Linked DNA regions of Capsicum annuum: region 2 is linked to region 1. A link is a contact called in public Hi-C data. All regions are on one chromosome and are shown on one strand. The core of a region is the stretch at or near the end of the contact, and the rest is flanking DNA. Distances in the headings are between cores, read along the strand shown. Region 1 overlaps LOC107851208 (phosphoinositide phosphatase SAC2). Region 2 holds the start of LOC107849764 (exocyst complex component EXO70A1-like).

Region 1 (3,620 bases), core at 746-3,245:
ACCAAAATATCATCTGTACCTATCGTTGCTCCCTTATTCATCCTACTAATATCACGTTTAACCTCATCAATCTTAATATACTTATAACACCCAAAGTCCCTTAGTCTCTAGAAGTGCTCCAAATTACCAAATACAATGTCTCTGTCCTCTTCTCTATTAAAGAGTTTGTTGAAAATGCTTGTTATCTTTGCTTAATGAAGGTCTCTTTAACCAATACCTTGCCTTCCTTATCCTTGACGTAGTTCAATTGATCCAAGTCGAGATCCTTCCTCTCTCTCGCTTTTGAAAGCCTATATATTTTTTTATCCTCGCCTTTTTTCTTTAGCTCTATGTACAATCGCTCAGAAATTGTCGTCTTAGCCATCGTGACTGCTAACTTATCTTTCGTTTTCGCGGCTCTATAAACTTCCTTAAGCATCCATTTCTCCTCCTCATCCATGCACTCCACCCACTTTGCATACGCAACCTTCTTTGCTTCCACTTTGCGTTGGACTTCTCCACTCTACTACCAATCCCTTCGATGACCCCCAATATATACCCTAGCACCTCTCTAGTTGCTTCCCTGATGGAACCAGTTGTCCTATCCCATGTGTTGTTCACATCCCCGCTGCTACTCTAGGCCCACACAAGAATAAACTTTTCTCCATCTCCCGAGAAAGGGCAAGGGTAGGCCACCCTATTTAATCCTTGATCGATCATAAAGGTCTCTTTAGCCTATCCCTATTAATCTCCAAATATATCACCAAAAGCTTGTGTTGGGAAGTAAGATGCTCACTTAGGATAGCCTTGCAGTCCTTACAAAGGCCTTCATCACCTCTTAAAGAGTAAGTAATCTATCTAAGTCTTAGTTACCATGCTACAAAGGTAACCAAATAGTTCTCCTTCTTTAAAAAACACGAGTTAGCAATCACCAATTCTAAAGCTCTAGCAAAATCCAAAAGCAAGGCTCCACCTCCCTTTTTATTCCCAAAACCAAAGCTTCCATTAACATCATCAAAGTCACTAGAAGTTGTTCCAATATGGCCATGAAATCTCCACCAATCAAAATCTTCTTAGTGTGTTGTTTACCTCTCACAACTTTATCCAAATCTTCCCTAGAGTGCTTCTTGATCTCCTCATCTAGGCCCACTTGAGGGTAAGCACTAGTAATGTTCAAAGTAAGCCCCCCCAATGACTGGCTTAACCGTCTTCATCCTATCATTGATCCTTCTAACCTCTAGCACTTGCTTCCTAAGGTACGTGTGTACTGAAATGCCTATGTCGTTCTTATCCCTTGAGCCTTCTCAGTACCACAACTTAAATCCGTCTACGTCCTATTCTTTGGTGCCTACCTATCTAGTTTCCTGGACACAAGCTATATTAATCTTCCTCTTCTTAAAGATCTTCACCAGCTCTATGGCTTTCCCCGTCAATGACCCTATGTTCTAAGACCGTATTCTTAGTCTAGGAGAACACTTCACCCCCTTACCACTTCTACCCTGCCCCCCGCCCCCCTCCCCCGCCTTGACCTAAGACATGACCATAGTACACCATCATTCACCAAAGCCACTAAAAAGGAGTGAACTACACACATCAACAACATACCCAGTAAAACCCACAAGTGAGGTTTGAGAATGGTGAAGTGTACACAGACCTTTACCACTATCTCAGAGAGGTAAACTACACATGAATATTCTTAAAGAAACTGGATCTAGCGTATAATCTGAAAGGCAAAATAGCAAGCAACTATACTACAAACCAGAGAGAAAAACAAGCACTAAAATGGACGGAACTGGAAATCGGAAAAAGCAAGAAAGAACATAGAAAATGAAGCAATGGTATACTGTCTTTTGCACCACCACTATCCCAAAGTGATAAATGCAATGTTATCAATTACTAGCTTTAACTTTAACCAGTTTAGGATTCTGATGCAGGTGAAACAGCTAGTTGAGTTCTCAACACAACTTGGTCAAGGATACTAGTCTTTCACTTTCAGAATGAACAACAAATTTAATGATCAGTATCAACAAATACCACGAAAAAATGGAAGAAAAAGAAAAACCAGTTACAAAAACAATAACATACACGGTGCAATTCCACAAGTGGAATCTGAGCGTGGTATGTACACAGACCTTACCCCTATGTTGTGAAGGTAGTGAGATTGTTTCCAATAAATCCTCGGCTAAAGTAGAGCCTATCAAAGCACATTAAAGAAAATATACTAGAGAAAACAACAGTATCAACAAATAATACAATAACTGAAACAAACAGGACAGCAGACACAAAGAAAACCAATCATTTACAGTAAACTATACCAATACACACGAAATATACCCAGGATGCTCCTCCTCCAAGAAGCTCGTGTATTAAGCGTAGAGAGGACCTTCCCTTAGTACGAGAGGATCAGGAAGGACACACCTAAACAATCACAGACTCACAATTACCACTACGATCAGATGGTAACTATAATCTGGGAATTTCAAGATTGAAAGCATTCAAAATAGTGAAGGCTCTTGTGAATGTCTCAAAACGAAAAAATTCAGCTCCAATTTCTAAATAAATAAAATTATTTACAGAAACTGAAACCTACAAAAGTTATTGGTCTGAGAAAAGAAGATTCAAAAACAACTGAAAAGAACATTTCCTTTTCAATCTACCCCTAAACTTCCTAATATAAACTTCTATGCTGCTGGAAGTTTACAATCTCAATAGCTTTGTATAGGCTAATCTTCCTCAAGCAATGTTGGTCATTTGCTGTTTCTATTTTCTCTCTATGTATCAACATCCTTAGGATGCCGTCTATCCAATGTAACTATCCAAAATAATATATAGCTAGCTCCAAAAAGAGTCCAGAACTGGATGTCAAGGGAAAAGCACATCTCCTTCGTTAACCCAACGCACAAACTTCTCAGAGTATTGCCGGTGTGTCTTCTTCTTCTCTTTAGCATCAACAACGATATTTCTGCTAGTCTGCTCCTTCTATAATAAGAAATTTGGAAAGTAAAAAGAATTAGTCATGCATATTTATAGAGAAAATCAGAATAACAGTAAAAGGATAATTCATTATTTCATTATTTAAGGTGAAAGCACTACCTAATAAGGCTGCTGTTATTTAGATTTAACCACAACATTTAAATATTCTAAACTCTGAGTGAACTGACCTTCAAGCCTGGCACGGAATCACTAGCGGAGAGGTCTGTTTCTGCTTTAAGCTCATTTGTTACACTATCTGATGACAAGTCCCGAGATGGAGAAGCCATGATTGAAGATCTGCACAGACGGAATAAGCTTAAGATTTGACAGCAAAAGTAGAACTATATATACAAACTAGGCCATTAAGGCCTTGTTTTCCTAAAACGATCAGTCTGACGTGTATAAAGGTGGTGCATTTCCAAATGATGACAAATCTGACAGCAGAATTAACTTGAGTAAATGATGATTGATACTAAAGAGTCTTGTTTTCAAATTTTGTATTACATCAACTTTAAGCCAGTCAAAATATACAACACTAACCCACAAAACAGACAATCCCTTCTCACTACCATGCGCTAGAAAGACCATTATTTTCCTGTTTCGTTTTTGCACCATTTTTGTCATTAATAAATGACGTTGCTAACCTATCAAGCCTGAGCACTCAAAAA
Region 2 (3,630 bases), core at 293-2,792, 800 kb after region 1:
GACCCTATCAACATCATGACCACTCATCTTGTATAATGTGCATTTACATGCTAAGTTTCTAAGGGCACCTGCTAAAAAATCAAGCCTTTGCTCACAGCTCTCTAATCTCCAACACCTATTACTAATTTCTACTCCCAATTCTCTTGATTTTTCTATGCTACACTTGAGAATTTCTCTTGCAGCTTTGATATTCTCAATGCCCACCATCTTTTCTCTTTTCTTTCTTGAGAAATCCTTTCTCAAGTCTCAACACACTTAATGAAATAGTACTCCTTTTGTCCCAATTTATGGGCACAATTTAGATTTTGATAGTCAAGCAATTTAAGTTTGACTGTTATATATTTGAAAACTATGTGAAAAATACTACAAGTTGGGATAGTTGACAATTCAAAATATTTAAACGATATATGAAAAGATTATGATCAAAGATAGGCTTGTTTGGATCTCGAAATCTGAAAGGTGTCACATAAATTGATACGGAGGGAGTAGTAATTATGAAGGAAAGCGACTAATACATTATATTATTGCTTTGTTTCCCATATAGTACCCACATGCATAAGGCTTTTTTGTTTACCAAACTCAACAAATGAGGTTAAAACAAGTCTACCAGCTTCAAACCAACTTCACTGCTAAAACAAGAATACATATGCCACCCAGAAGGTAGATCACTTTAAGGAAAATGTACTTAAATATCAATATACACTTGTTTCTTTAGTTAACTAGTTTGTTCTAACTGCCTTTTTGCTTGCCTTTTTGGCTTTTTTTCTCTCCAAAACCGTTCATTGTTTACAAGCCAAGAAACATCCGAATTTGCCTCTCTTTAAAGTGCCACTATTGGTAATGTTTCTTCTTTGGACGTTTGTTTGTTCCTCCTTTTTATGTGCATAAAAATCTGTTGGAACACTTCAAAATATTAATTACATATAATAAGAAGAACAACAATGATAATAATAATGAAAATATATCATTCATGTCTTTTACATAATGAAACTAAATGATTCAAATCTAAATTGATTTGAGGCTATACACTTGATTTTCTTGAAATTGTGTGCTTTGTCAAGGTGGAAGCTGCAGGTTTTAGTTCTACCATTCGGAATCAAGTCTAATGATCTTGAAAACTAGAAAGGAAAATGGTCAAATTTATTTGGTACCATCCGAAATTGAGTAACTTTGCTTTCAGATAAACTTTAGGTTTACTATAATAACTCTATTTGGAGCAAGTCTCATTTTTGATACTTTTATAACTTAGGATAATTGGGTGCATAAAATATAAACTTCTTTTTTTAATTAAAAGAATATGAAAGCATGAAGTCCAAAAAAATGTGAGAATATTTACTAAAAATGGATCGATTTTTGACTTTCTTGAGCATGTATCACCATCTCGAAATAAATAGTGAGACTTATTGTTGCAACTCTTTGGGAGTGTATTCCTAGGATTAATGATTTTGTACGACAAAATCACATGCTCCTATAACAATTTCTCTGCTCTATGTGGCATGTAGGGGTTGGGTTTTTACGGAAGGTTTTTTTTTTTTTTTTTTTTTTTTGTGTGTGTGTGTGTGGAGGGGGTCCGTGGATTAAGGAAAATGAAATAGGAAAATGCGAGAAATTTGAAGTTTAGATGTTACATGTAAAGACCATTTCACACATTTTACTCCGTGTATATGTAGCCGAAAAAGGATTACTAGGACTAGAAACTAATAATAGAACGATACCACCTGCTGTATTGTATTTCTTACAGACCCACATGATGGTGCTTCTACAAGAATCAAATGAACTGACCAATTCATGTGCTTGTTGCTTTTACATGTACATATACTACATGATTTTTGCCTGCAAAATACTTCAACATCAAAATATGATGGAAAAAACAGGCATTGATGACTTTTTCCTTCCTGAATATCTGCTGCATTCTCAGGCATTGATGACTTTTTCCTTCCTGAATATCTGCTGCATTCTCTCTTACCACTTGGTTGATCTTTTTTCCCTTTAGAACCTAGAACGATATTTCTCACATACACTCTGTTCTTCCTACATGTTCCAATAACTATTTTGAACTTATTTAACCATCACAGGCACATGTCAACTGCATTGCATGAGAAAAACAAACCACATTCGCGACCTTCTAGGATTGTGATAAAGAAGTAAGGTCTACATGTTCTGCTCAGCAAAGATGAAAGCATGAATAAGGGTCTGAGCGAATCGCGTTTGATCTGGTGTTCCAGACACAACAGCAGTGCCTTCTGTAGCCCCAGCTACAGGATCATGAATTACTATCTTAGCACCTGAAATCTGAAACCAAACACAAATGTTAACTACCTTACCCCTAAGAAGAGAGAGAGTTTGTTCGATCAAACTGACCTACCCTAGTTATATCACGAAGGTTACTAGAATCCTCTCCATAAACATACTTCAACAACATCTGAGGAATTACAATTTCAATAGTAATGCCTGGAAAATTAGGTGCTGTCTCACTGCAACAGATAAACAGTTTAACTTAGTGGATACACAAAGCGTTAGCAAGATATGAAAAGCAAAGGATAAAGGGCAAATTAAACAAGAATACAAATCAACCAAGAAAAAATAAGAGCAATGTAGATCCATGAATTTCAAGTCAATTGTTCCGATACAACATCCCTTAAGAAGAATGTAGATCCATGAAGTTCAAGTCAATTGTTCCGATCCTTTCTCTTTAATCCCATTAACAATAAATTGAGCACCTCAAGTATCTCCAATAGAAGATCTTCATACCATTCAAGTTTAAAGTTTTAATTAAGGAACTCAATTATCTCTAATACAAACTTCACAAGTCAAATATTAAAACAGTTGACCCGTAAGCACTGCACACATTCTACTGCCTTTGAAGTTTTAGGTGGATATTTTTCTTACAAGAGAGCAGGCGCTCCATATAAATGCAACACCCCCTCCCTAGGTAACATTGTTTTACTCTTCAGTAAAGGATATACTATCTCATAATGTAATAAATGTATCTATCTCGCAATCCTGTTTATAAGAACTTCACAACTTAAAAGACAAATTCAAATTACAGGAAACTGAAGAACTTGACAGACATGTCCTCGACCAGCTCAAAAAGCAGAGCTACATACTCGATGTTTGCCCGATTCTTATAAGGTACACTGCCAAAATCCGGGTTAACAGAATTTGAAGACTACAATAGCATATCCTCTGTGCTTAACTCTTTTAAGACACCGTCTTGCCTTACTTCCACAGGATGCAGGTTATTTCACATAGCTTGTCTATGGTGTGCATACCACGATATATAACTTTCCCAATGAAATTGGAAAACTGTGAATTGAGTTCGTGGTTCTAGGTAGCTTTTAAATTCATATTAGCATCTGAAAATCATTAATTAGGCCTCATTAGCTTCATGGCTGTAGCCTGCGACGAACCTATCAAGAAGCAACCAACTAATTTCCCACTACTCTCCACTTAAAGCTGCATAAGGAAGATCAAACTAGTAGCCCCAAAAGGAAATAAGTTTACCCAAGTGAATCAGAAACAGGTGAGTCCTGCATCAACAGGGAAACCAGTAACCATATATAGTACACCCAACCAAGCACTCGTCTGGGAAATTCAATGGATTGCTTCAAGTTATTTGTAGAGATCTCA

Evidence for each region. A called contact is a pair of places that touch in the nucleus more often than the background predicts.
Region 2: a contact with region 1 is called in a Hi-C map of leaf, with 3 times the contacts expected there. The contact joins the promoter of LOC107849764 here to the enhancer-like site in region 1. A contact is called at or near these places in 2 of 5 Hi-C or Micro-C datasets (leaf and placenta).

The regions. Positions count from the first base shown.
Region 1 is chr12:197,315,511-197,319,130 of UCD10Xv1.1, forward strand. LOC107851208 (phosphoinositide phosphatase SAC2) reads right to left here. Exons shown (of 17, transcript XM_016696146.2): 16 at 3,141-3,249; 17 at 2,500-2,958. The coding sequence ends at 2,842. Among protein-coding and RNA genes, the nearest start is that of LOC107851208, 11 kb to the right of the region's middle. Within about 2 kb of position 1,996, at least 3 of the 5 cell types and tissues checked have an H3K27ac peak or open chromatin away from gene starts, as enhancers often do. A contact at or near this core is called in leaf, where this site is marked.
Region 2 is chr12:198,114,130-198,117,759 of UCD10Xv1.1, forward strand. It overlaps LOC107849764 (exocyst complex component EXO70A1-like), which reads right to left and starts at 1,543. Exons shown (of 1, transcript XM_016694327.2): 1 at 1-1,543. The coding sequence starts at 207. LOC107850391 (KH domain-containing protein HEN4) reads right to left here. Exons shown (of 11, transcript XR_007048283.1): 9 at 2,366-2,474; 10 at 1,959-2,292; 11 at 1,666-1,916.